Linked DNA regions of Sus scrofa: regions 2, 3, 4, 5 and 6 are each linked to region 1. The links are chromatin contacts, called in public Hi-C, promoter capture Hi-C and targeted proximity ligation maps. All regions are on one chromosome and are shown on one strand. The core of a region is the stretch at or near the end of the contact, and the rest is flanking DNA. Distances in the headings are between cores, read along the strand shown. Region 1 has its middle 360 kb from the start of MYC. Region 2 has its middle 850 kb from the start of MYC. Region 3 has its middle 41 kb from the start of MYC. Region 4 overlaps LOC106509952 (a long non-coding RNA gene). Region 5 holds the start of MYC (MYC proto-oncogene, bHLH transcription factor). Region 6 has its middle 730 kb from the start of MYC.

Region 1 (4,118 bases), core at 1,557-4,056:
GTTTAAGGACCCAACGTTGTCTCTGTTAGGATGCAGGTTTGATCCCTGGCCTCACTCAGTGGGTTAAGGATCCGGCATTGCTGCACGCTGCTGCGTAGATCACAGAGGCGGCTCGGATCGGGTGTTGCCATGGCTGTGGCATAGGCCACAGTTGCAGCTCCAATTTGACCCCTGGCCCAGGAATTTCCATATGCCATGGGTGCCATAAAAAGAAAAAAATTCTCTAGCTAGTGTTGATGGTCATCGGATGTGGTCATGGTACTACCTTCCAGTGTGGATTTGCTATACAGGACAGTAGATGCATCTGTAAGGATCTGTAACAAAACACTCAAACTTAGCTTTCTTGTGGAGGTCAGCAAGGCCATTCTTCTTGTCTGAGCTGGGTGGGGTTGACCTCATCTGGGCTCACTCATGTGTCTCCAATCAGCCGGCAGATCGGCCTAGATGTTGGTTGGTTGGTCCACGATACCCTCGGCTAGGATGCCTGGGGTCTCTCATTGTCCACCTTCCTCCAGAATACAGTGAGCATTCAGAGTTCCCTTGTATTAATAAGAGATTTGACGGCTTTTTTCCCCCAAAAGATTGGGCTCCATGACCAAGGCTAAAGATGGGATTGATCTCTCTCCCTCCCTACCTCACCTCCATTGAATAGTCAGAGGGAGCTGAGCTTAAATTTTTGCCCTGCCATTTATGAGTTGTGGTCTTAACAGTGGTCTTGGGTGACTCCCACTTTCTGAACCTCAAGATCTTCAGCTGTGAGATGGGAATAACAAAGCCTATCTGACACAGTTGCTATGAGGATGTAGTTGAAATAATAAATGTAAAACAACTGGCCCCGTACCTGCTACATAGTAAGTGCTTAATAAAAAGGAAAGAGACAGAGAAAGACAGAGGGAGAAACACTCTGACAATATATGGCCCCCCCAAAATGTTCAAAACAGTGTCAAAAGCAAATGTTCATGTTTTGAACATGATTGAAGAACCTTCAAATGTAAAAACAGCCAGCCACAGCCAGATCATATTGGTTCTCTCTGCTGTGATTTAATGCTCTAAAATGCAGGGCCCTACCAAGTTCCAGGAGCATGAAATCATAAAATTCATCACTCTTTGGGGGGAGGGGTGTCACATCTCCTTGGTTCGACAAACACTCACACTTGTCTCCTGTGTGTCATGATATTTTGTGGGGGTTACCTGATAATTAGGGCAAGTCCCCCCATCAAGGATCCTATAATCAATCAATGTTTCAACCTCAATCCCCCTTTTTACTGAGCACTTTCTATGGAGCAGGCACGTGCCAGGTGTTTTATAGACATCATTTCCCTAATCCTAGGAGCAACTAGATCACACACAAGACTTTTTTTGTTGTTGTTGTTGTTGGTGGTGGTTTTTTTTTGTCTTTTGTCTTTTGTCTTTTGTCTTTTTAGGGCCTCACCCATGGCATATAGAGGTTCTCAGGCTAGGGGTCTAATCAGAGCTATTGCCACCGGCCTACGCCACAGCCACAGCAGCACAGGATCTGATCCATGTCTGCCACCTACACCACAGCTCACGGCAATGCCAGATCCTTAACCCACTGATTGAGGCCAAGGGTCAAACCCGCAACCTCATGGTTCCTAGTTGGATTCATTAACCATTGAGCCACGACGGGAACTCCAACACATAGGATTTGTTATTCCCATGTCATAGTTGAGCATCCCAAGGCCATATGAATATTAAGAGGCAGACCAAGAATATGAACCCAGATCCCTCTGACTTAAAGCCTAAATCCTCTGCAACATCCCAGGTCTACTCAACTCCCATGGACTCATAGATATCGATAAAAAAAAATCCCCAGATACAACATAAGATACCCATGCTGTGGCTCCTCTGTGGGCACAGCCCGAGGAGAGCACAGTGGTTATGGATACAGGCTTCCGACTTTGCCAGATCTGGCCTCACGGCCTTGCTCTACCACTCAGTAATTCTCACATGTTAGAATAGAAAGTTGATATAAATGCACACACTCACACACACAGAGACACTCATCGCCGATTCAGTGCTGAAAGGCATCCAATGCAGCATCCTTACTTTGCAGTTGAGAACGCCAGTGCTGGGTGGAGGGGAGAGCACAGGGGTTTCCTGCCTGGGGTCCCACAGGGAGAGAGCACCGGGGACATCAGACATCCCCCCCCATCCCAAGTCTGATGCTCTCTCCAGAGTCCCATCCCAGCCTGCCTCCCTCTAGAAACACATTCAAGTTTTCAAATGGTGACTCCCCAGATCAAAGGAAATGGCCCCCTCAGATAAAGCAGATTCTCACAGAGGAAAAATGTCCATTCCATGCTGAGATTTTTCCTCTATCTGCTCATTTGCGGGGGTCATGAGAAGGTCAGGGGAAAGCTCTTATGACGTGGCTCCTGGGTCTCCACACCCAAGAATGCAGGAAGATTTCAATAAATCAGACGGCGGGCAGGAATTCAGACAGGCTCCCCCACATGTTCTGTGCCTTTATTCCCCCCGGGTGGATACCATCAGCTGTCTTGTTGCTAAGAGACCCGAGTGGGTGGGAAAGGCCAATTGTCTTATTTTTCAAACTTATCTACAAAACCGGTTTGTGCCTCTGCTCCGTCCAGGGGTTCGGCTTTCTTAAGAACAGGATATTACCACCAGGCAGATGGAGTGAGTGAGAGTACATTTTGTCGAGAAACGGACTGAGCTTTTCCTGGACATTCAATGTCACCCAGCAGAGTCCTGGGAGCTGCCAATTACGGGTCTGATGCAATGTTTGGGAAAGAGCCGCAGAGTACACATGACTCAACAAAATATTCTGATTTACATTCCTATCTCCCAGGCAGTTGCACTTTTATCAGCACCAACAAGGGCTATGGGGTCAGTAGGCGTGCTGGGCTGAGTTCGTCATCAGAGAATTAAAAGGAATTAAAAAAAAACAAGAAGAGGTTGTGGGGAGGTGAGAATCTGAATCACTCCGGGACTTTCCTTTTCGGTTGCATTCCAATCGGACAGACCCAAACCTGGCAGAGCCCTTCTATTGCTCAATGTCAAAAACATTCCCCTGGAATGTGGGCCATGTGAACTTGGACACCCCCTGCAGTTTCCCTCTGTGGCCCAGCAGGCTGCATCCACCATAAGCGGGGCCCTCAGGAGAGTCCGGGGCATGTTTCATATAAAAAAGGCAGGGGCTCCAAAGGTGAGCTTTCACCAGCCCTCTCCCACCAAGGCCTCTGTGCAGACTCGCGCTGCACTCTGATGAGCCCAGCAGAGATGGAAAATGAGCTCTTGGGAACAGGTCGGTGGGTTTTGTTTTGTTTTGTTTTTCTTGCCTTAGTAGAAAGCAAGAATGTGAATTCACTTCCTCCTTGTCTGGGTTTGTACTTGGCTTATGAGCTCATTCCGCCCACCTTGACCCCCCAGCAAAACCCGGCTATAACCTCTTATTTCTGAAGAACTCTAAGAGCCACGTCTAAGGACATCTAATTCCCCGTTCTGCCCCCTGCCCACATAGACCCCTCCCTCCTTGGCTTGAAGAGTCAAGATAGCAATCTTTGTCACACGAGTGTAACTGAGAGCATAACTCAGCCCCAAAAGCCCATTTCGATCTTGCAGCATGTTTCAGAGCCGAGTGCTCCAGCCAGCAAAGAACTCATAGTTGGCAGAGCCTTCTGAGTAACTGTGTACAGACCACATCCTCCTCCTGTCCACTTCTAAAACCCATCCAGAAAAAAGGAAGGCCTCTGGAGTTCCCTTCGTGGCACAGTGGTTAACAAATCTGACTAGAAACCATGAGGTTGCAGGTTCGATCCCCGGCCTTGCTCAATAGGTTACGGGTCTGGCGTTGCCGTGAGCTGTGGTGTAGGTCACAGACGCGGCTCGGATCCCTCATTGTTGTGGCTCTGGGTAGGCCGGCAGCTGTAGCTCCGATTAGACCCCTAGCCTGGGAACCTCCACATGCCACGGGAGCAGCCCTAGAAAAGGCAAAAAGACAAAAAAAAAAAAAAAAAAAAAAGGAAGGCCTCACAAGCCATGTGCCATCAGCTACAGAGAAGAATGGCGTTGCGTGCATCCTGCTGTGTGTAAGAGTCAGGGATACGCAGGTTCTAGAAAATAAAATTACCTAACTT
Region 2 (4,057 bases), core at 186-2,685, 490 kb before region 1:
CCCAAGAAAATGTGAGATAATACATATGTGTCATTTTCATATTTGGGGGTAATTTGTTGTATGACAACAGCGAGCCAACGGAGGGAGTGTGGGCAAGTTGCGTAACATCCCGTTGCCTCGGTTTATTATTATTTAAATAGAGATGCATATTCACGACAATTTCAGAAGATTGCTGGGAGGATTCTGGGAGATGATATATATATAAAGCCTGACATTTGGGAAATGGTTAAGTGTTATAAGTAGCAAAGCGGAGAGCCAAACCTGAGTCTGGCTGCTGCTGCAGCTCTTTTCCCTACAACACCTCTCTTGCCCTCTGCCCGGTCCGTCGTAAGAATCTTACCTTTAACATCTATTCACAACTCATTCACGGTTTTGGATGTTGTCGCTAACCACGTCCCTAAATGGACCTTGTTCCTGACTCAGCGTTATCCTCAGGTCCTAAATCCATTCTTGACCTTAAACCAAAAAAAAAGAATTGACTTTGCCACTTTACTGCCCCAAAACCTTTCTGGAGCCCCTGTTTTTCTCGACTTCTGGCTTCCTGTGCCCAGGTTAATTTACATTCAGTTTCCTGGGCCTCATTCCTGAGCTTAGAAGTATATATGAGATCTAAATGTGGAACCTGGAAAGACCGAAAGAAAGATAACTAAGGATGAGAAGATGTGTCTTCTTGTTTCATGTCTTCCTTAAGTAAGTTAACTCATCATTTCCTTTCGTTTTTTTGTACGATTTTTATTTTTTCTATTATAGTTGATTTACATATCGATGAATTTTAAACATCCCTCTGTCAGGAGTTCCCTTGTGGCACAGTGGGTTAAGGGTCCTGTATTGTCATTGCAGTGGCTCAGGTCACCGTTGTGGCACGAGTTGGAACTTCCACATGCTGTGGGCATCGTCAAGGAAAAAAATCCTTTACAACTAGTTTTTCCATAGTAATCCTTTTTTTTTTTTTTTTTTTTTTTAGCGAAGCTAATCCTCTCCTTCTTTCACCTGATGAGGGATTTTTGCAATATTAAATGTCCCTCCCTGAAGCTGCTTCAGCTTAGGCATGACTTTAAATATGGATAACCCATCCCCCTTACCACCCCGCTTCCTCCATAACCCACACTCCTTTCTCATGTAGAAAAATCTTTCTTCAAAATTCAAAAGGCCAAGGGGTCTTCCGAGGGAAGTTAAATCCCTTTATATTTTGCCAGAGAACTTTCCCACAAAGAGGAAATTCTACAAATACTCAGATGACATCACCAAGAAAAGGCCCTTGTTCCCCCAGGGCCCAGCCTCCCTGGAAGATGACAAGGGTTAGGGCTAGAGAAAGCCCGGGCTACTTGTCGGATTTGGCAAGCGGCAGCCAACAGCTGGTCAAGCCGGTTAATTAGCCCTGCGCTCTGCTCCCGTCCAGCCTTTACTGGCAAAGGCAGAGGCAAGCGGTTCTGGCCTGCTCTTCTCTTTCTATTAACAAAGCCCAGTGCCATCGGATTACCTTGGCCGGGGGCCAGGCCTGCTCGCCGTTTGCCTGCCTGCGCGTTACCATGGCGATGGCGATGCGCCTTTTGCCAAGGCAGCAGCTGGTGGATGGCTAGCGATTACCTGCCAAGCAGATTTACGAGCTCCAAAATGCAGACCTTTCTCTGATAAGTAACAGAAGAGGGAAGTTCCAGACTGAGACAAGGACGGAAGGGTCCCTGCACCTTTTGACCCATCCCTTCTATTTTAATTTGCGAACAAAAGATGATTATCCTCCACCGTTTGTCCAGATGCCCATCCGCTAAGCTCATAGGCCCATCTTGTCTCATCTTTTTCTTGCATCATCTTATTTGGAGGAGAGGCAATAAACAGTTTAGTCTTTGTCTTTGCTGCGAGAAACACGCTACCCGCCCTCAGCATCCTGCAGCAGGAGCAGCAGCGCCTCCCACACAGCCCAGTGCAGCGCTGGGCGGGAGGGAGGGGGCTCCAGCCATGAAAAGAATTTCCGGAAAGGAAAAAAAGCAGTGCCCCCTTTGATAGAATTATGAAAATTTAGTGGAAAGCATAGGATGATAATAGTTTTCACCTAAGAAGAGATTCCCAGGGAATTCTGGGTCCCTGAATTTTAGGATTTTTTTCTCTCCTTAAATTTTATGTGGAAAGCATTTATTAAACACTACCTGTATGTAGACTTTGTTTTTATTGACTTTCAAGCAACAGTCTTTTATTATTTCCATATGGATTCAATACTGGGACCATCTAGAATGAGTAAGCTTTCAAAAGGCAGACATGGGGAGGTGAGCAGGGCACTCTGGGCAGAGAAGGTGGGCTCATTCCGGGACAGAGGCAGGACTCAAGAGAGGAGTGTTTTGGATAGCTCAAGTGGGAGCTGTGCATGGGAGCAAGGAGAGCAGAAGCAGCAAGTTAGGGGCAGCAGGCTGGGTTTTCAATGTCTTAGAGAACTCGTCATTGAGGAACTTATATGCTGTTCTCCAGGCAATAGAGAGCTAATAAAGTTCTTAAGCCAGAGTAAAACAAGCAGTTATGCTTTAGGAATGAAACTCACTGCGCTGCATGCAGAATGGATGGGGGTGGAGCGGAGAGCGATGGAATAATGGGTGAAATGTATCAGGAAAAGGGCGCTTTCCTATCAAGGGATGAGGAAGTGGATGCAAGACCGGTTTCAGCAATGGTTCCATATTAACATCATGACAGCTGATGCAGAGGGGAGGCCTTTCAGGCCCTGGCTCCAGGCTCCAGGATAACTGCTCCATGTCTGTCCCTCTCTAGTGCACACATCTGTCTCAGCCACTGTCATTACCATTATCCCCACATCATCGCCATCATCAAGTCCCAGATGAAAAAAACTCAATTCTCAGATGTGTCTGGGATTACAGAGCAGGTAGAACAGGTAAAGCATTGTTTTGTAGTTTTAATTCAGAGCAGTCTGGTTCTAGTCTTTGGGTCCTAACTATTTTACCACACCACCTTCCAAATTCCATTCAAAATGAGATGAGATCCATTTCTGGGCCACCCAGTGCTTATAATCTAAGGCAGGGGTTGGTGAACAAACTTTTACTGTAAAGGGTCACATGGTAAATGTTTTAAGCCTCGTGGGCCATGCAATCTGTGTCGCAGATACGCTGCCATGGTCATAGACCGTGTGTAAACAAATGAGTGTAGATGTGTTTCAATAAAACTTTATTTACAAAAAAAAAAATTGGTAGCAGGGCACCTTTGGCTTATGAGATCTAGTTTGCCAGGCCCAGATCTAAGGTTAAAAAGGATAAGTTCTTCTTTGGGTGTAAAAATAGAAGCGCTAATATGGTAAATCACTGAATTAAATTAGCTTAAGAGACAGAAATTTAGATAAGGAGGAACCTTCTAGTTTATATCTCTCCAAGGACCCAAATCCTGGAGAGATGACCTGAGGATCTGTACTATCCAGGAAGGACAGAGGGTCATGGGGCATTAGGGCTAATATCAACATCTCTTAGAGAAAGCAGGTGAACTTTAAAAAAGTCTGCTTTCCCAGCAAAATCAACAGAGTAAACCTTACTGGATGTTCTCGGTTGGAATTATGTGAATGTTGGAATGAAATCACAGAGTGACAACTTCCGTAGTTATATGAACAACCTCCAGAGCAATGATAAATCTCCTGGGATCACTTGCCGAACCATTTGTAGATGTGTGTCTATGAGATCATCCTTTACTTTCCCCCACCTGGAGAGAAGGAGCAGGACTCCGTGGGTAAAGCCCACTGAGCCTTGGACTCAGCGAGACCTCCAGTTATTACCTCTGTTACACAGAACATGCAGCTTCCCCTCTCTTAGTTTGCATGTCTATAAAATGGAACAAAAATAACATCACTCTGTTGGGGGGTGGGAGGGTGTTGTTCTGAGAATGGTAAATATCAGTCATTGTCCTTGGAGTTCCCTAAGCAGGATAAGAGTGAAGGCTAAGTCCAGCCGTCTCTGAGAGAGGAGAGAGGGTAGTTGAGGGGTTGAGCTCATGGCCTCTGGAGACAGGCGCTGGCCTCTCCTTTTCTCTCCATTTGCAAATAAAAGTGACGGGGTGCCCCTCACTGAGCTAT
Region 3 (4,030 bases), core at 267-2,766, 320 kb after region 1:
TTGCCATGAGCTACAGTGTAGGTCACAGATGTGGCTTGGATCTGGTGTTGCCGTGGCTGTGGCATAGGCCAGCGACTACAGCTCCAATTTGACCCCCAGCCTGGGAACTTCCCTATGCCGAGGTTGCGGCCCTAAAGAGACAGACAGACAGAAAGAATGAAAGAAAGAAAAAAAGAAAGAAAATTAGCTCACTTTTTTTTTTTTTGTCTTTTTTTGCCTTTTCCTGGGCCGCTCCTGCGACACATGGAGGTTCCCAGGCTAGGGGTCTAATCGGAGCTGTAGCCACCGGCCTACGCCAGAGCCACAGCAACGCAGGATCCGAGCTGCATCTGCGACCCACACCACAGCTCACAGCAACGCCGGACCGTTAACCCACTGAGCAAGGGCAGGGATGGAACCCGCAACCTCTTGGTTCCTAGTTGGATTCGCCAACCACTGCACCACGACGGGAACTCCAAGCTCACTATTTTAAAACAATCAATAAATCACCCACCAGAAATAGCTATTGTTAAATCTGGGATATTTATCCTCCAGATACTTATGTACACAGTTGCCCTGACATTCTCTCCTCAGGAAAATAGAATCACAGGATACACATTATTTGTATTCTATGTTTGTCACTTAAAAATACATCTCAATGGTCTTTCCACAACCGTATATGTATTTCTACAACATTACTTTTTAATTGTCCTGTAGCATTCCATTCCAAGTTTCTATCATATTTTACTTAACCAGTATCTTATTGCTAGAAATTCATCTCACTTGCAAATTTTCATTACTACACACAGTACTGCTGCAAACATCCTTGTGACTAAATCTTTGCGTATGTCCTTAACGATTTCCTTCGGGTAAATTCTCAGAAGTGATTTATGAGGCATTAACACTTCATTTGCCTTATAAATTGCAAATCTTTCTCCCTGATCTCTTAGTTGCTTTTGCTTTTGGTTTGTAATGGGTTGCTTTATGAAGACTCTTTAATTTCAATACGCTCCTATCTACCAGTCTATGAGTGTGTAATGAGTTCCTTTTTTTTTTATGTTCAGAAAGTCCCTACTTATCCTGTGATCACATTTATCTCCTGTCAAGCATGTTTTGGTTGATGCCTAAGTGAATGTCTAGTCCGCCAACAATCAGTGTAAATCCAGGAGGTCGTTCTATTTCCCTTGCTAGTGATCAATTCAGGAGTTGACTGGCTGACTTAATTCTAGACTGCAGCAGGTGAAAGAAAAGCTATTGGACTGCAGGGAGACGCACTCCTAAGGGAGAGCGCAAAGACAGCATAATTTCTCTTTTTAGATTAGGAAAAAACAGGGAGTTCTCCTAAGGCACAGCGGGTCAAGGACCCAGCGTTGTAATCCGGGTGGCTAGGGTCACCACTGTAGTCAGGGAAATTCCACGTGCACAGGCACCACCAAAAAAAAAAAAAAAAAAAAAAAAGCAAAGTCATCCCATCGGCCCTTGGTAGACATCCAGTCGCCCTGGCTGGGACTGTCACATGGCCTCTGCTAGTGCAAGTGAAGCTACAACAGCAAGCTGCTCGTTTTTCCAACCTCTGTAGCAAAGGCAGCCATGCAGGAAGGGATTAGGAACTGGGTCGTCTTCACCAATGAGCAGTGTCTGTCCTAGCCAGTTTGAGTTGAGGTTTCTGTTATTTGGAGAGAATCTTAAATAAAAGACCTGTTTTTTGCCCCTTCTAGTAGTTTTATTTATTTATTTTTTTATTAAAAAAAAATGTTTATGGCCGCACCTGCCGCCTCTGGAAGTTTCTGGACCACGGATTGAATCTGAGCCCCAGCTGCAGCCTATGTCGAAGCTGTAGCAATGCTGGATCCTTTAACCCATGGCACTGGGCCAGGGATCAAGCTCAAACCTCCACAGCACCCAGAGCCGCTTCAGTCGGATTCCTAACCCACTGCACCACAATGGGAACTCCCCCTTCTAGCTGTCTTAATAGTTTCCTTTTTAACTTCTTAACTGATTAATCTATCTTAAATTGAGCTTCGTTAGATTATAGACTTCTGGAACTTTTCCTTGCAGAAGAGAATAGGAACCTCACTAGTGACTTGAAATATGAATATGCATATTGACCCAGAAATCCTTCACAACAGTCTGACTGCTGATGTTCCCAAGTCTGTGCTGAAAAGCCATGTCCTCGATCTTACCTGCAAGGTCGGGACAACTTAGGGAGATGGGTTGCTGAATTTCATCCTGCACTGGGCAATGTATCATCCTGGGCCAGAATTTAATGCTCCTGAGTCTTCCTTAAGCTGTAGAGTCCATTCCCTAACCCAAATCGGTAAGGTCCAAACACAGAGAAATATCTGTTTTGGAGCCTCTACCCACAGACCAAGTCAGGTGCCTTCCACACATGTGAAGTCTTTAAAAGAGACCTGGGGTTTGAGATACTGAAGATGACACCGGCAGACAAGGACTGTGAGGAAGAAAATTAGCTGCCATGTATGAAGCATCTAATCTCAGTCTGCTGTGGTGTGTACCAATATGTAAATACTTTGCATACGTATTTTCATTTTTAAAAAAATGCAGCATAGGTGTTCCCATTGTGGCTCTGCAGGTTGTGAACCTGACTAGGACCCACAAGGACATGGGTTCAATCCCTGGCCTCACTCAGTGGGTTAAGGACCTGGCATTGTCACTGCAGTGGTCCAGGTCCAAATTTGACCTCCGGCCCAGGAATTTACACATGCCGCAGGTGTGGCCAGAAAAAACAAACAAACAAAACAGGGTCTTTAGTTGCAGCCTTGCTAGTGCAGAGCTGTGTAACTTTAATAAATGACTTCCTCTCTCTGTGCTTCTGTGCTTCTGAGGTTTTGTTGTGGTTTCTTTGTTGGGTTTTTTTGTTTGTTTGTTTTATTTTTGTTTTTGTTTCACTTTTTAAGGGCTGAATCTTCAGCATATGGAAGTTCCCAAGCTAGGAGTTGAATCGGAGCTGCAGCTGTCAGCTTATACCTCTGCCACAGCAATGATGCGGTGTCTGAGCCTCATCTGTGACCTCCACCACAGCTCACAGCAACGCTGGATCCTTAACCCACTGAGTGAGGCCAGGGATTGAACCTGAATCCTCATGGATACTAGTCAGGTTCTTAATCCACTGAGCCACAATAGGAAGACCTTTTTATTTTTTATTTTTTTGGCTGTGCCTGAGGCAGGCAGAAGTTCCCAGGCCAGGGATTGAACCCACACCATGGCAGTGACCTGAGCCATTGCAGTGGTTGGATTCTTAACTGCTAGGCCACAAAGAAACTCCCATTCTGTTTATCTGTGTAATGAAAGGACCCAGTGAGATCATCACTTCCAGGGGTTCCTGTGGTAGCACAGTGGTTAATGAATCCGACTAGGAACCATGAGGTTGCCGGTTCAGTCCCTGGCCTTGCTCCGTGGGTTAAGGGTCCGGTGTTACCGTGAGCTGTGGTGTAGGTCGCAGATACCCTGCATTGCTGTGGCCCTGGTGTAGGCCGGTGGCTACAGCTCCACCTAGACCCCTAGCCTGGGAACCTCCACATGCCACTGGAGTGGCCCTAGAAAAGGCCAAAAAAAAAAAAAAAAAATCATCACTTTCAGCTTTTTCAAAGTATACAGTTTTGTGATTCTGAATGTGTCACAACCTCTGTACGTAAGAAAGGCTCACATCAGATCTTACTTTTCTTGCCAGAGGAGGGAGGACACCTCATTGAGAAATCTGCTCCTCTGGAAACTGGCCTGGATGAACCGCTGCCCAGGATCAGGCTGGCATGCTCCTTGTGTGTGCCTTGTGTGTACACGGGCTCAGAGGTGACACCGAGCTGCCCGTGGTCACACAGCCACAGGCCAAACCAGGCCTAGAGCTAGATTTCTCCCCACATCCTCCTCTTCTTCTTTTTTTAAATTTACTAATTTTTTTTTTGTCTTTTTGTCTTTTTAGGGCTGCACCTGTGGCATATGGAGGTTCCCAGGCTAGGGGTCCAATTGGAGCTGTAGCCACCGGCCTACGCCACAGCCACAGCCACAGCCACAGCCACAGCCACACCAGATC
Region 4 (4,037 bases), core at 24-2,523, 260 kb after region 1:
GCTGAGCCACAACAGGAACTCTCCTCTTCCCCCATCTTCAAAGCGGCAATGTTACTTCTGACATTACATCACCTCCTCTTCGGCCTCTTCCCTCCACTTTTAAGGGCCCTTGCAAGGATGCTGGACCCACAGGAAAATCCAGGATAATCTCCCTGTATCAAGGTCAGCCTTCATTCCACCTGCAATCTTATATCCCTTTGGCCACATAACATGTAATACTCACGGGTTCCAGGGACCAGGATGTGAACCTCTTCGGGAGGCAGAGGGCAATTATTGGATTATCCTGCCATCTACACTCACGTCTATGCCAGGCCCCAGGCTGCTCTGTGCCCTCAGAGCCCCCAGATGGTCACCTGTCACCTCCCCGACCCTGACCCCCACCGCTCTTGGCTGGTTCCAACCACCTCCCCATCCCAAGGGTCTTCTTCCAACTTGTGGCGCAGTGACCCCTCCACCCCCCACCTCATGCCCACTGCAGGGATGAGGGAACAGTGGCAAAGGCACACTGGGCTGAAGGAGCAGGCCTGGATTCCAGCCAGCCTGCTCTCTACCGCCCCACACGGCCCCCGAGGACTCAGACCGGTCCAGGATGCGGGGAGTCGAGCCTCCAGGCCGGGCCCCTTCCGGCACGGGGGCATCCTGGCCACCTTCGTCTGGTGCCCTGGTGGCCCGAGGACCTCCAACGTGAATTCTCACTGACTGGGCTGAGGATTTCCCAAGGTCAAAAATTTTCTGCCCAATTCCACATGCAGAGGTTGGCGGGTAGAACACAAGTAAAGGCAAGATCCCCTGGGCACTTGCTGAGTGCCAGGAACTGGCATCCAGCGGCTACATCTGCCCACAGCCCTGAGAGGAGGCCCAATGAGTTCCCTTTCTCAAGAGGAGGCCAGGTCTCCAGAGATGGGTTCCAGCCCACTCACACAGCAGGGAGTTGGCAGCGCCCCATTCAGGCTGGCAGGCTCTCTCCCCTCCACCGCGAGGCCTCCCCCATCCTTGCCCACCCAGGAAGCAAGCATTCCCAGCCGGCCAGCACCAAGGAGATCTCCTCTCTCCCGCCACCTGCAGCACCTCCTGCCAGCAGGCCGGGCCCTGGATTGGTAGAACCGGAGTTCTTGATTGGTTTCATGCCTCAGCTTGTGACAAAGGAAGCTTCAGTCTCCTTCAGTGGCAGGCCACAAGAAGCCACGAGACCATGCTGGGTGCAGGGTCTGGGTGCAGCCGAGCAGAGGGTGCCGCTGGCTGTCCCTGGGCACTCAGCCTGAAGCTGGTCCCAACCTTTCCCCTAGATCCTGCTCTGTCCTCACGGAGCCAAAATAACCCGGAGTGACTGAGGCCAGTGGGGCAGAGAGACAAGGCCCTGCCATGCCAGTCAACCTTTGCTCTGCTCACCCAGACAACCCAGCCAAGTCCTGGCCACAAATGCAAAGGGTCCTGGGGGATTCAACTCAAAGATGGTCCCACACACCTGGCCAGGCTCAGGGTCCACGCACGTGATGTTACTGCTCGGGGCATCCACTCCCAAGCCCGGCAAGAGAGACAGAAGGAACACACAGGACACAGTAAGAGACTCGCGTCTACAGCGGAAGCAGACATGAAACAAATGATCCTGCAAACATCCACCACGTTACAAACCACCACTGAATAACCCGCCCACGCCAGACCAGCAGTTAATCAGGGGGTCCCAGTGGAGGTCTCTGAGGAGCAGACCTTTACAATGACACCGGAAAGTTAGCAGGATTTTTTATTTTGCTTATGAGGAAAGGAAGGAAGCAAGAAGGGAGACGCTCGCTGCCAAATACCACTAGAGTAGGAATATTTAAAACTGGCAACAGCCCAGATTAGGGAGACAGACCCCGCTGCATTCACTTGCAAAGCATGATTTTGCTGCCCCAGTCAGATGCAGATTTTCAACCCAATGTACCCATAGAAATGGAGGTGTCACTTCCGGGTGGGCACGCCTAACAAAGGGGTCCAGCGGGACTCACAGGTCCCACCACCTGCAAAATCCACAAATCAATCCAGACAGATTTTACCAACTCCTGAGAAGAAAACTGCTAAATGCACCAAAGGAAATGATCAGTTGACAAACCACAAACAGGCCATACACATGCCCAGTGGTCGATTACAGAAGGACTCAAAGTAAGGCAAGGAGAGCCGTGGCTTTGTTCCCGAGGCTCTGCTGATGGCAGAGCTCCAGGACCGCTCTGTTTTGTCTCCGGAATAAAGAGGCTCACAGTTCAGGAGGCGGCTCCAGCGACCCCGAGCACTGGCTGGGGAGCGGAGGCTGGTGAGCTACCTGGGAAGTTAAGACAGACCTTGTCAGGACTCTGTAACCTTCCTGGAGGGCTCTGCAGGGAAAACAACGTGTGACAAGGTCTGAGCTGTCCCAGGTGGGCCACCTGCACCAACTTTCTTCACCTCTGCTTCACATCAACCGCTGCAGAAAGGCCTCTGCTAAGCCTCACTTTTCCCGGAGGAAAAAATGAGTGACCTTCCTTGCACAGGTGCATGATGACATATGAGAAAGCTGCTCAAAATAAGTTTCTAAAGCTTTTTTTTTTTTTTTTTTTTTTTTTTTTTTTGTCTTTAGAGCTGCATCTGCGGCACATGGAGGTTCCCAGGCTAGGGGCTGAATCGGAGCCACAGCTTCCAGCCTACACCACAGCCACAGCAACACCAGATCCAAGCTGAGTCTGCGACCTACATAACAGTAAGGCCAGGGATCGAACCCATGTCCTCATGGATCCTAGTCAGGTTTATTACCACTAAGCCACGACGGGAACTCCAATTTTCTAGAAGTTTGAGTGGCACCAGGAAACGGTCAGGATGTAATGCCAAGTGAACGAAGTGGAGATACGAGTCCACGGTAAGCAGGAAGCCAGACGGCAGCTGTCGCAGAGCGTCAGGACTAGAGGTCATCTGTCTTGTCCAGTGTTTCTACAAATACGTGTGCTCAGGGGGAAGTAGCTTGTTTGGCTGTTGATTTTCCCTGGATTCTGTGACTGGGCCTGAGTGATGGGGAAGCAGGAAGAGGGCGATTCTAACAGGTCAGGCCGCCTTCACCCTACTGGGGCCCAGGCTTCTCACAGCAGCTGCTTCCTCACCAAGCCAAGGACTAGAGCTGTGGACGGGGGCATGCATGCAAAAGGAACCAACTTCTGGAAAGGAGAGCCGAGGAAATGAACCGATGGCTATGGAACACACTGTGCGCTGGACACCAAGGTGATGAAGTGACAGAGATTTCACGCATTTCTGCAGGTGGGCCTCCGGCCTGAGCCCACAGACACCCTGCAGTTCTATTAATACAGACCAAGGTCGGGGGACCCCCTCTCACCTCTGCCTCGTCTCCCTGACCCACGCGGGCCTCAAGAACTAAGTCATCCTCTGAGACTCAAGTCAAGCAGTTCTCCAGCAGAACTGGCACCCCCCCAGCTGAGCCCTCACTCCCCTCCACGCGGCAGTGCGCCTGCCAGGACTCCTATTACAGCAGCCGGCACACTGCACTGTGATGACTTAGGTACATGCATGGCCTGCCACCAGAACATGACCACCTTCAGAACAGGGACCCTGTTGGCTTTGATCCATCGGGGTATCTCCAGAGCCAGGCACGGTGCCCAGGGCCTCGTAGGTAGGCAATGACTGAGATGATGGGGCGGCTGGGCAGAGGATGGCTGCACGGAAGGGTGGTCGGGTGGATGGAAACACGGAAGGGCGGCGGGAGGCATAGACGTGTAGGCAGAAAAACAGAAGCATAAGAGGAAAGAGACGGAGCGGTGAAACCATCAGAAAGAGATGACGTAAGATGCTCTCAGTGACAGGACAACCACAGACAGAGAAGAAGGAAGGCGGGGTCACATGGTGACATGGCCAGGCTGGCGGCCCAAAGTTCCCATCCTGACCGGGGTCACCAACAACCGCCGATGGTTCGATGGGAAGAGCACTCTGCAAGGAGGTGCCTGCTCTTGAGCGGGTCACACAGCAGGAGAGACACTGTCATACGGTGAGTGATAAAGGGACAGGAGAGGAGGGACTGACGC
Region 5 (3,919 bases), core at 1,221-3,720, 360 kb after region 1:
TTTCTTCCAGATATCCTCGCTGGGTGCCGGCGGCTGCAGCTCGCTCTGCTGCTGCTGCTGGTAGAAGTTCTCCTCCTCGTCGCAGTAGAAATAAGGCTGCACCGAGTCGTAGTCGAGGTCATAGTTCCTGTTGGTGAAGCTGACGTTGAGGGGCATCGCGGCAGCCTGCTGGAGGGGGCACACAAAGAGGGGGGCGCGTCTTGAGTTAATGGGGTCTTTTTTTCGGGTGGAAACCCCGCGCAGCGCTCACTGCGCGCCACGATCGGGAACCACTCCCCTTCCAGCGCTATCCCCCAAAGCGGCTGGTGGGAGTGGGGGATTAACAAAAAGGCACCCTTCCACCCCCTCGAAGTGACCCTCTACTATCTCAGACACACACTTGGTGAACCACCTCTGTGGCGCCCACGGAGCTTCCGTTCCCCCGGGAGCCCGGAGCGCGAAGCCGGGGAGTCGGCCCCGCGGCCGCCTGGCAGTCGAAATCAGCTTTAGCCTCCTTTAACAGGCCAGGGAAGGCGGCGGTGGGGAAATACAATCTGCCAAACGCCAAGGCGCAAAGTTTTGCGCCACCTGAAGGGGAAGGCGAAGAGGCGCCGCGGCGGGAGCGGCTGCGCGCGGCCCCCCTCCCGCGCCAGGGCCCCTCCGCGCCGCGCCCGTTCCCACTCGCGCCCTCGCCGCGCTCCTTCCCCCGCCGGCGCCACCGCCCCTCCCAACCTCCCCTCTCCGCCTCCTCCATCCCCACCCCCCGCGCGCCCCCCTTCCTTCCTTTGCCGGCTTTTCTTCTTTTCTCTCTCCGGCTGGGGTAGAGAGCTCAGTCTTCGGGCCTTAACCCCCACCTCCGACCAATGAAAGGGTGTGTGGGGGGTCTGTTAAATAACAGACACCTCCCTGCAACACCCAGTACGGCGACGCAACTGCGCCAGAGACCCTGCTGCAATTCCGCGCCCGAAGCCGGGCGTCTTCCCCTCTCCCGCCGCCGAGGGTAGCAGCTGTTCTGGAAAAGCCCCGAACCCCGCTGCCCGCAGTCCCTCCGCATCGCAGGGACACCCGAGCGGGGACACCAGAGGCGGCCGAGGAGCCAAGGCGGGGTGCGGAGATTTGTCCTCGTTTTCCCCCGAGTCAATAATTCCAGGAGAATCGGACACATCTTTGCGCCAGCCTCCCTCTCCCCCGTCCCCGCGCTTCCCCAACACCAAGTCTTAACATCTCCGAGGACCAAGAGCTTTAATTTCATTATTCTTTTAAAAAGCCAAACGCCAACTTCTAAGAGGAGCCGGGGGGCGAATTGAAGCGCCGCGGGGATCGGCGGGCGGGACTCGCCGCAGTCTCCGCTGTCACAAATGCGGTAAGCCGAAATTTAAATGCCCTTTCGGAGACGGCAAAAAGTCAGAGGCTGCGGAGCTCTCGCTCCACACGCAATATGTAATTCTTACTCCTAGGAGCTCAGGACGTAAAGGGTTTTCTGCCCACTGCGAAGCATACCCCCCTTCTCCCTCCAAAAGGCAAAAAAGCAATCAAATGCAATAAAGCAAGAATGCCCAGCCGGCCGAGGTCAGCGTTCATCTACATTAAAACAAAAATACACAAAAACAACCAACCCCTCTAAAGGCTACTTTCAAAAAAAAGCACCCCGTTCTCCCTCTGCCTTCCTCTCTTCCTTCTTGACAAGTCATTGCACCCCGACCCAGCTCTGGTTCGTCCCCACCCTACCCCGACCAACCACAACTACTCTGAGAAAAGTGTCAATAGAGCAGGAATGGGAGAAAAGACACCCCAATTCGGGCATTCGACTCATCGCGGATTGAAAGCGGTAGCAAGAAGAAATTAAAAGACAAATAGGTCTGGGTGCTCACCGGGTTTTCCACTATCCGAAGGAAATCCAGCGTCCAAAAAGCGGCGAGGAGCGCCTTTCAGAGGAGCGAGTCGTGGGCAGCGACAGGGAAAAGTGTCTCCCCAAATAGGCAGAATAGCCTCTCCGCGTCCGGAGAGTCGCGTTGTCGCTCGGGTGTTGTAAGTTCCAGTGGAAAGTACCCGCCCGCTGCAGTGGGCAAAGTTTCGTGGATGCGGCGCGGGTGGCGGACCGCTGGCAGGGGTCGGCGGGCAGGGTGGGGTGGGGGCGGCCGGGACGGAGGCGAAGACCCTCTTTCACTCCGGATCTCCCTTCCCCCGGGCGCCCAGAGCGCGACTCAGCTTGCTCGGCCGGCTCTGCTCTTCCACCCTGGAGGGCCCGCCCGCTCGCTCCCTCTGCCTCTCGCTGGAATTACTACAGCGAGTCAGAGAAAGCCCAGAAAACCGGCTTTTATACTGCTAGGAACACCCCTCCCCTCCGTGCTCTTTTTCCCGCCAAGCCTCTGTATAGCCCTGCCCTTCCAGAGGCAGTGGGGAGCCTAGCGGTGGCCGGGGTGCGGCAAAGGCGGCGGCAGCCGAGAGATGCGCAGCCGGAGGGTCCTCAGCCGCGCAGACCCTCGCCTATAAAGGGCCGGTGGGCGGGGATTCGCGAGAGCGGATCTTTTTTTTCTTTTTCCCCCCGCCCTCGGCTTTGGGAACCCGGGAGGGGCGCTTCAGCCCGGGGAGGGAGGGAGGGGTTGGGTGGTTGGGAGGGAGGAGACTCAGCCCTTTGAGCCTGGCACTCCAGTGCGCAGAGCTTTCGGATGTAAACAGAGTAAGAGTGCCGCATGAATTAACTGCGCGCGCCTACCATTTTCTTTTGCTCCCGCTCAAACCCTCTTTCTCTGCTGCTTGCTCCTCTGGCGCAGCGCTCTGGGTGACAAACCGCATACTGGTCCCTTGTGCTTAAATCATCGCGGGCGGAACAGCTGACCCTCCACACTGAGAATACACGGTGTACCCACCGCCAAGCCACGCACGTCCCGGGCCGAGGGGGCGCCTCCCTAAGACTGGGGAAAGGGCAGCGTTTGGAAAATAAGCCCTACGAAGAGAGGAGGAAAGAAGGGGGTATTTGCGGGTGCGCGTTGTGTGTGTGTGGTGTGGGGTAAGTGTAGATGGGGAAAAATGATCAGAGGTGTAGGGAGGAAAATGGTACCTGGAATTATTTTAAAAAACTCAGCAACGCATTGCCACGTATACTTGGAGAGCGAGTTCTGAATAAACACCCACTGCATTTGTTGGGGGTGTTAGGCATTCTGTGTGTACAGCTACCTCGACTGAGCACCTTCCATCTAGAATGAAACCCCTAAATCGCTGCCAAAGCCTCGGTCGACCCCTCACCTCCGGGCTCCGCTGGCGCAGACCGACACAGACCTCCGCGGGAGCCCGCTTGCCCCCCTGGACGCGCTAAGCCCTGAGATCTTTCTGCCGGTTCCGGAGCTGGAGTAAAGGAGGAGCGCGCTTGCGGGTGCGCGCTGCGGGGGACTCTCCGCTCCCTACCCACTCTCTGCTCCCCACCCACTCTCTGCCCTTCTGCACCCTCATCCCACACCCCCGCACCTCTCGCTCGGAGGTCCCAGTTCTGCACCCAGGTTTCAGTAGAGACGAATCCTTTTTGCGCCCCGTGGCGTCGGTTTGCACTACGCTGGGGCTCCCAGGTTGGGGGAAATCGAAGGCGCTAGACGCGAGAATACTGGGGAGGGGGACGCGAGTCGCAGGACCAGACTCCCCAGAAGAGGGAAGGAGACGAGCTGGCGGATCCTGCCTGGGGAGTCAGCATAGTCCCTGGCGACGAAAACCGTTAACTCTTTCCTCCTCGGACAAACTGGACGTTGACTTTCCTTTCTGGGTCTTCTTTGCTTTTTATTATTGGACTCGCGATCATGCACAGAAAAATGCATGGATTCTGATCTAAGGAGAGGAGCCAAGTATTAGGTGCCTTTTTTTTTGGGGGGGGGGAGTACTGTCGAGCCAATTAAAAACTGACGGAACTTAAGGCATTAATGTCTTTGTTCACAAAGTCTTAAATTTTTTT
Region 6 (4,221 bases), core at 836-3,335, 370 kb before region 1:
TGCCTCTCAATACTTAGCTTCCCGGCAGCTCGGGCCTGACCAAGGCCTTCCATGAGTGCCAGCTTAGCTGATTTGGTTCCTCCCAGTTGCACAGTATTCCATCCAGTGTCCTCCAAGTTCAGATGACTTGAGTTCAAGATTCTAACTCAACTGTTTGCAGCTGAAATTAGGCAAGTGGTTTAATGTATAGAGATGAACTCTACACACACACACACACACACACACACACATTCTTCCCCAAATTACCCTTGTCTCTCCTCTTTAGAAGTCTTCAAAAATTTCCCATCACTTTAGGACATCGGGGAATGAAAGATACGAGCTTAGCCTATAGGATTGACACCGTCTAGGCCTTCCTGGCCCCTTCAGCCTAATTTCTGTTTATGCTCTATTCTCTTGCCCAAGAAGCCACCTCTTGGTATCTTAACTACTACTTTGCCTACATAGATTGCCTATATTCAGAACGTTCTTCTTCTTTCCTCCTTCCCTTATTAATTTCAATTTCCTTTCAGATATCGGGGTTAGAGTTCTCCTAGGAAGCCTTCTTTGTTCTCCTCTGTTGAGACCATGTTTTTTATGCTTTGTTTTGTTTTTACTTTCACTGTCTATTTGATCACTGAAAAACATGATAGGCTTTATACTATACTTCTGTTTCAGAAGAAGTCATCAAGGGAAAAATGTGGCTTCTATTGTATCATTAACATAATTTTCCCCAAGAATAGGACAAAATTTAAAGATAAAAAGTTAGTGAGTTGGCATGGATTTTCCTTTTAAATATCATCTCTTTACATTTCTTGATTTATCAAAGGAAAAAAGGTCTAGAGAAAGTGCCTGAAGACCGAATTGTAAAGTCTAGTACTTTTTCAGTCTTTTGATTGTCTGAAGTATTTACAGTCTATATGACTCATTTGGCATGGGTAGATGGTCTTATATTTTTCCAGTCTGTATTTTTCTTTTTTTGACAGTTTTACTGAGATATAATTTACATACTATAAAATTCACCCATTTGAAATGTACAATTTAATGGTTTTTAGCATATTTACAGAGTTGTGTAACCATCACCATAATCTAATTTTTTTAATGTTTTCATCACTCCAAAAAGAAACTTTGTGAGCTACATTTTTAAAAAAGTACATTTTCTTGCACAATCATGTATTTTTTTTTTTGCAGAGCACTGATCTCATTTGTAAATACACATTTATTAATGTTATTATTCAACTAGTATCTCTTTCTTACATTAGAATGTAAACAGTAGAGCAGAGACTGTTTCTAGGTCAACTTTGTGTCACTAATGCCTAGCAGAGTATTTAGCATACAGTAGAAACTTGTTTAAAAATTAGATATGTGAACTTCAGCATTATCCTCTGTAAAGGAGGGACAAAAAGGCATATTACAGAGTTCCCATTGTGGCACAGTAGATTAAGAACCTGACTAGTATTCATAAGGATGCAGGTTCTATCCCTGGCCCTGTTCAGTGGGTGAAGGATCCAGCATTGCCGCAAGCTGCAGAGTAGGTCACAGATGTAGCTCATAACATGTGTGGCTGTGGTATAAGCTAGCAGCTGCAGCTCCAATTTGACCCCTAGCCTGAGAACATCCATGTGCCATAGGTGCAGCCCTAAAAAGAAAAAAAGAAAAAAGCCTATCTCACAAGGATGCTTTAAGGATTAAATAATATGATGCATGTGGAAGCACCTAGTAAACTGAAAGGTCATATAAATCTTAGCTATTACTTAGTATCTATTTTTAATTCAGGGAAAAATATAGGTTGAAATACATAGACTTGGGAGCATGAACGCAACTGACTAGATGCTCCCCAATCTCCCTTCCTTGTCCCAAGAATAGAGGATGATTACATTTCCTCCAATCCACTTTGGCCCTATGACTACTTCTGGTCAAAGGGATGCAAGCAGAATTTCAGCCTTAAAATTTTCTCAAGGTCTTCAACTCATGCTCTCTTCCTGTCCACACGGCCAAAACACAAGCACCCGGAGATGGCAGTCACATGAAAGAATCCTTCTGTTCAAGGAAAACCTAGGAAAGCCTCAGCCCTGGCATGAGCAAGACTTCAACATTTTTGTGAGCAAAGTCACAGATATTTCAGGATTGTTGGCTAAGTAACTTTATACAGAAACCAGTATTTTCAAGTGGGGTGATGCCTTAACTAAAAGTTGAAAAATAATTGGTATTGGTTAAGCACTAAGAGATAGGCATCAAGGAAACTAAGACAGAAGCCTGGAGGGGTAGCACTCCTGATTAAGCAGTAGCAAAGAATTTGGTTTAATTCCTGCCTGTGGTTATTTGAGGTACATATGCCTAGTCAACCAACAGCTCTAAAGGAAAAGTTTGGAAATTAGAACCTTAGGAGTACCTCTTGGCTACCAATGGTATTTGGTAAATTATTATAAGACATGAGCTTAGAGGAGAATCAAATACTTTGTAGGCAGAAATGATAGAGAATAGAGAAAGTCCAGAAATTCAAGGTATTTTCAGATTTGAAAAAGTTAACAGATTCCAGACCCACAAAAATAACATAGGAGATTTCTGATTACTTCGAAATTCGACGTCTGAAAAAAACTCTTCTGTCGGATGAAGTGACTTGAGGCAATGGTCAATCCTGACTCCATCAACTCAATTCAATCCTGATAGTTTTAAGTCATATTTATTTAAGAGAAAGAAGTGAGAGTGTTAAAATAAAACAAAGAAATACAGCAGACCTGAGAAGTGCATTTAGGAAAAGATTAATGTTACTGTAACTGGACCTGGAAAAGACTGGAAAGCATAGCAATTAGAAGCTGTGAAACCATTGAAAGAATTGTAATGCCAAAGAAATTGCAAACTCATTCAAAACCTCTTTTGACTTTAAGACTTGAGGCAATCTTTGGAACCCTAACCAATCACAGGCAGGAGGCAAGTCTCAAATCCACTAAGAATGGTCTGTTCTCCAATAGTCACTTCAGAGGTCCACAGAGAGACTCCTGGACAAATAAAAGACCTCCAAGAGATGGAGTTCCCATTATGGCTCAGCAGATTGAGAAACTGGTGCTTTCTCTCTGAGGATACAGGTTCCATCCCTGGCCTTGCTCAGTGGGTTAAAGATCTGGCACCACAGCAAGCTGCAGTGTGTGTTGCAGATGTGGCTCTGATTCAAGTGTTTCGATGGCTGTGGTGTAGGCCTGCAGCTGCAGCTCTGATTCAACCCGTAGCCCTTCTATATGTCTCAAGTGTGGCCATAAAAGAGAAAAAAAAAATCTTCCAAGAGTGGAGCCATAGACCATGGACTGCAAAGGACACAGGAGCTCCTTCACCAGGAGCAAAATCAGAGCCCCAAATGGAACTTTCTTTACCTATCCAGACTAAGCAGACTTCAAATATCTGACCTGAAAATCCCCACAAGAATCTCACTACGCCCTCTCATTCTGTCCATGATGTTGGAAGTTAAAGAGCCTCGAGTTGGTGCAGACATAGGATAGAAGGAGCTTGAATCCCTAAATTACTCTTTTGAGGAGAGGCTCCAACCCACACTCAATTATTGGGAAGAAATAAACTTCTGTTGTGTTAAATTCCCGAGATGGGGAATGTGTTAGCTGTAAATGGGAAAATTAACCCGAATTATGCAGGAAACATGGCTTTATAAGTGATCCCGAAGGTAGGAGCATTGATAAGAATACTCTGAAGAGACAAAAAAAAAAAAAATACAATTTGTTTTTCATTTCAGGGAACATATCCACTTAAGAATGAGGAAATCAATATAGTGTCTGAAAATGATTCTTTTTTTTTTCTTTTTTTGGGGGGCCACACCCTCGGCATATGGAAGTTTCTAGGTTAGAATTCCAGTGGAAGCTGGAGCAGCTGGCCTACGCCATGGCCGTAGCAACGCAGGATCCGAGAGGCATCTGCGACCTATACCATAGCTCACAACAACACCAGATCCTTAACCCACTGAGCAAGGGCAGGGATCAAACCCTCAACCTCATGGATACTAGCTGGGTTCATTACCACTGAGCCATGACAGAAATGCCTGAAAATGACTTTTGTATATAAGTGTGTGTTAAAGTAAGAAAAATCTGAGTTTTTGCATCATCATAGGCATTAAACGCCAGGATAAGAGTTAAGGTTTTTAACCTGTAGGTCCCTTTCCCAAACAGGATTTCTTGGACAACCAGTGTTTTATAGACTTCTTAGGGTCTTCAATATTCTAATACACATCATTAGGCCCCAGGC

What was found. Promoter capture Hi-C pulls out the DNA fragments that hold promoters and counts their contacts. Hi-C and Micro-C count contacts between places; a contact is called where the count stands out from the background.
Region 2: a targeted proximity ligation map of skeletal muscle shows a contact between it and region 1, with 4 times the contacts expected there. A contact is called at or near these places in 4 of 47 Hi-C or Micro-C datasets (embryonic fibroblasts, fibroblasts and skeletal muscle) and 1 of 2 datasets of targeted methods (skeletal muscle).
Region 3: a contact with region 1 is called in a promoter capture Hi-C map of liver, with 11 times the contacts expected there. A contact is called at or near these places in 1 of 5 promoter capture datasets (liver) and 3 of 47 Hi-C or Micro-C datasets (liver and skeletal muscle).
Region 4: a targeted proximity ligation map of skeletal muscle shows a contact between it and region 1. A contact is called at or near these places in 4 of 47 Hi-C or Micro-C datasets (embryonic fibroblasts, liver, mesenteric adipose tissue and 1 more) and 1 of 2 datasets of targeted methods (skeletal muscle).
Region 5: a promoter capture Hi-C map of liver shows a contact between it and region 1, with 17 times the contacts expected there. A contact is called at or near these places in 4 of 5 promoter capture datasets (fetal liver, fetal skeletal muscle and liver), 17 of 47 Hi-C or Micro-C datasets (alveolar macrophages, embryonic fibroblasts, fibroblasts and 7 more) and 2 of 2 datasets of targeted methods (alveolar macrophages and skeletal muscle).
Region 6: a Hi-C map of embryonic fibroblasts shows a contact between it and region 1, with 2.1 times the contacts expected there. A contact is called at or near these places in 5 of 47 Hi-C or Micro-C datasets (embryonic fibroblasts and liver).

Annotation. Positions count from the first base shown.
Region 1 is chr4:12,097,320-12,101,437 of Sscrofa11.1, forward strand. No RefSeq gene overlaps it. Among named protein-coding and RNA genes, the nearest start is that of MYC, 360 kb to the right of the region's middle.
Region 2 is chr4:11,609,011-11,613,067 of Sscrofa11.1, forward strand. No RefSeq gene overlaps it. Among named protein-coding and RNA genes, the nearest start is that of MYC, 850 kb to the right of the region's middle.
Region 3 is chr4:12,417,230-12,421,259 of Sscrofa11.1, forward strand. No RefSeq gene overlaps it. Among named protein-coding and RNA genes, the nearest start is that of MYC, 41 kb to the right of the region's middle.
Region 4 is chr4:12,358,763-12,362,799 of Sscrofa11.1, forward strand. The region is part of intron 1 of LOC106509952 (a long non-coding RNA gene); the gene reads right to left. Among named protein-coding and RNA genes, the nearest start is that of MYC, 100 kb to the right of the region's middle.
Region 5 is chr4:12,457,890-12,461,808 of Sscrofa11.1, forward strand. It overlaps MYC (MYC proto-oncogene, bHLH transcription factor), which reads right to left and starts at 2,471. Exons shown (of 4, transcript NM_001005154.1): 1 at 1,851-2,471; 2 at 1-165. The coding sequence starts at 1,880.
Region 6 is chr4:11,725,391-11,729,611 of Sscrofa11.1, forward strand. No RefSeq gene overlaps it. Among named protein-coding and RNA genes, the nearest start is that of MYC, 730 kb to the right of the region's middle.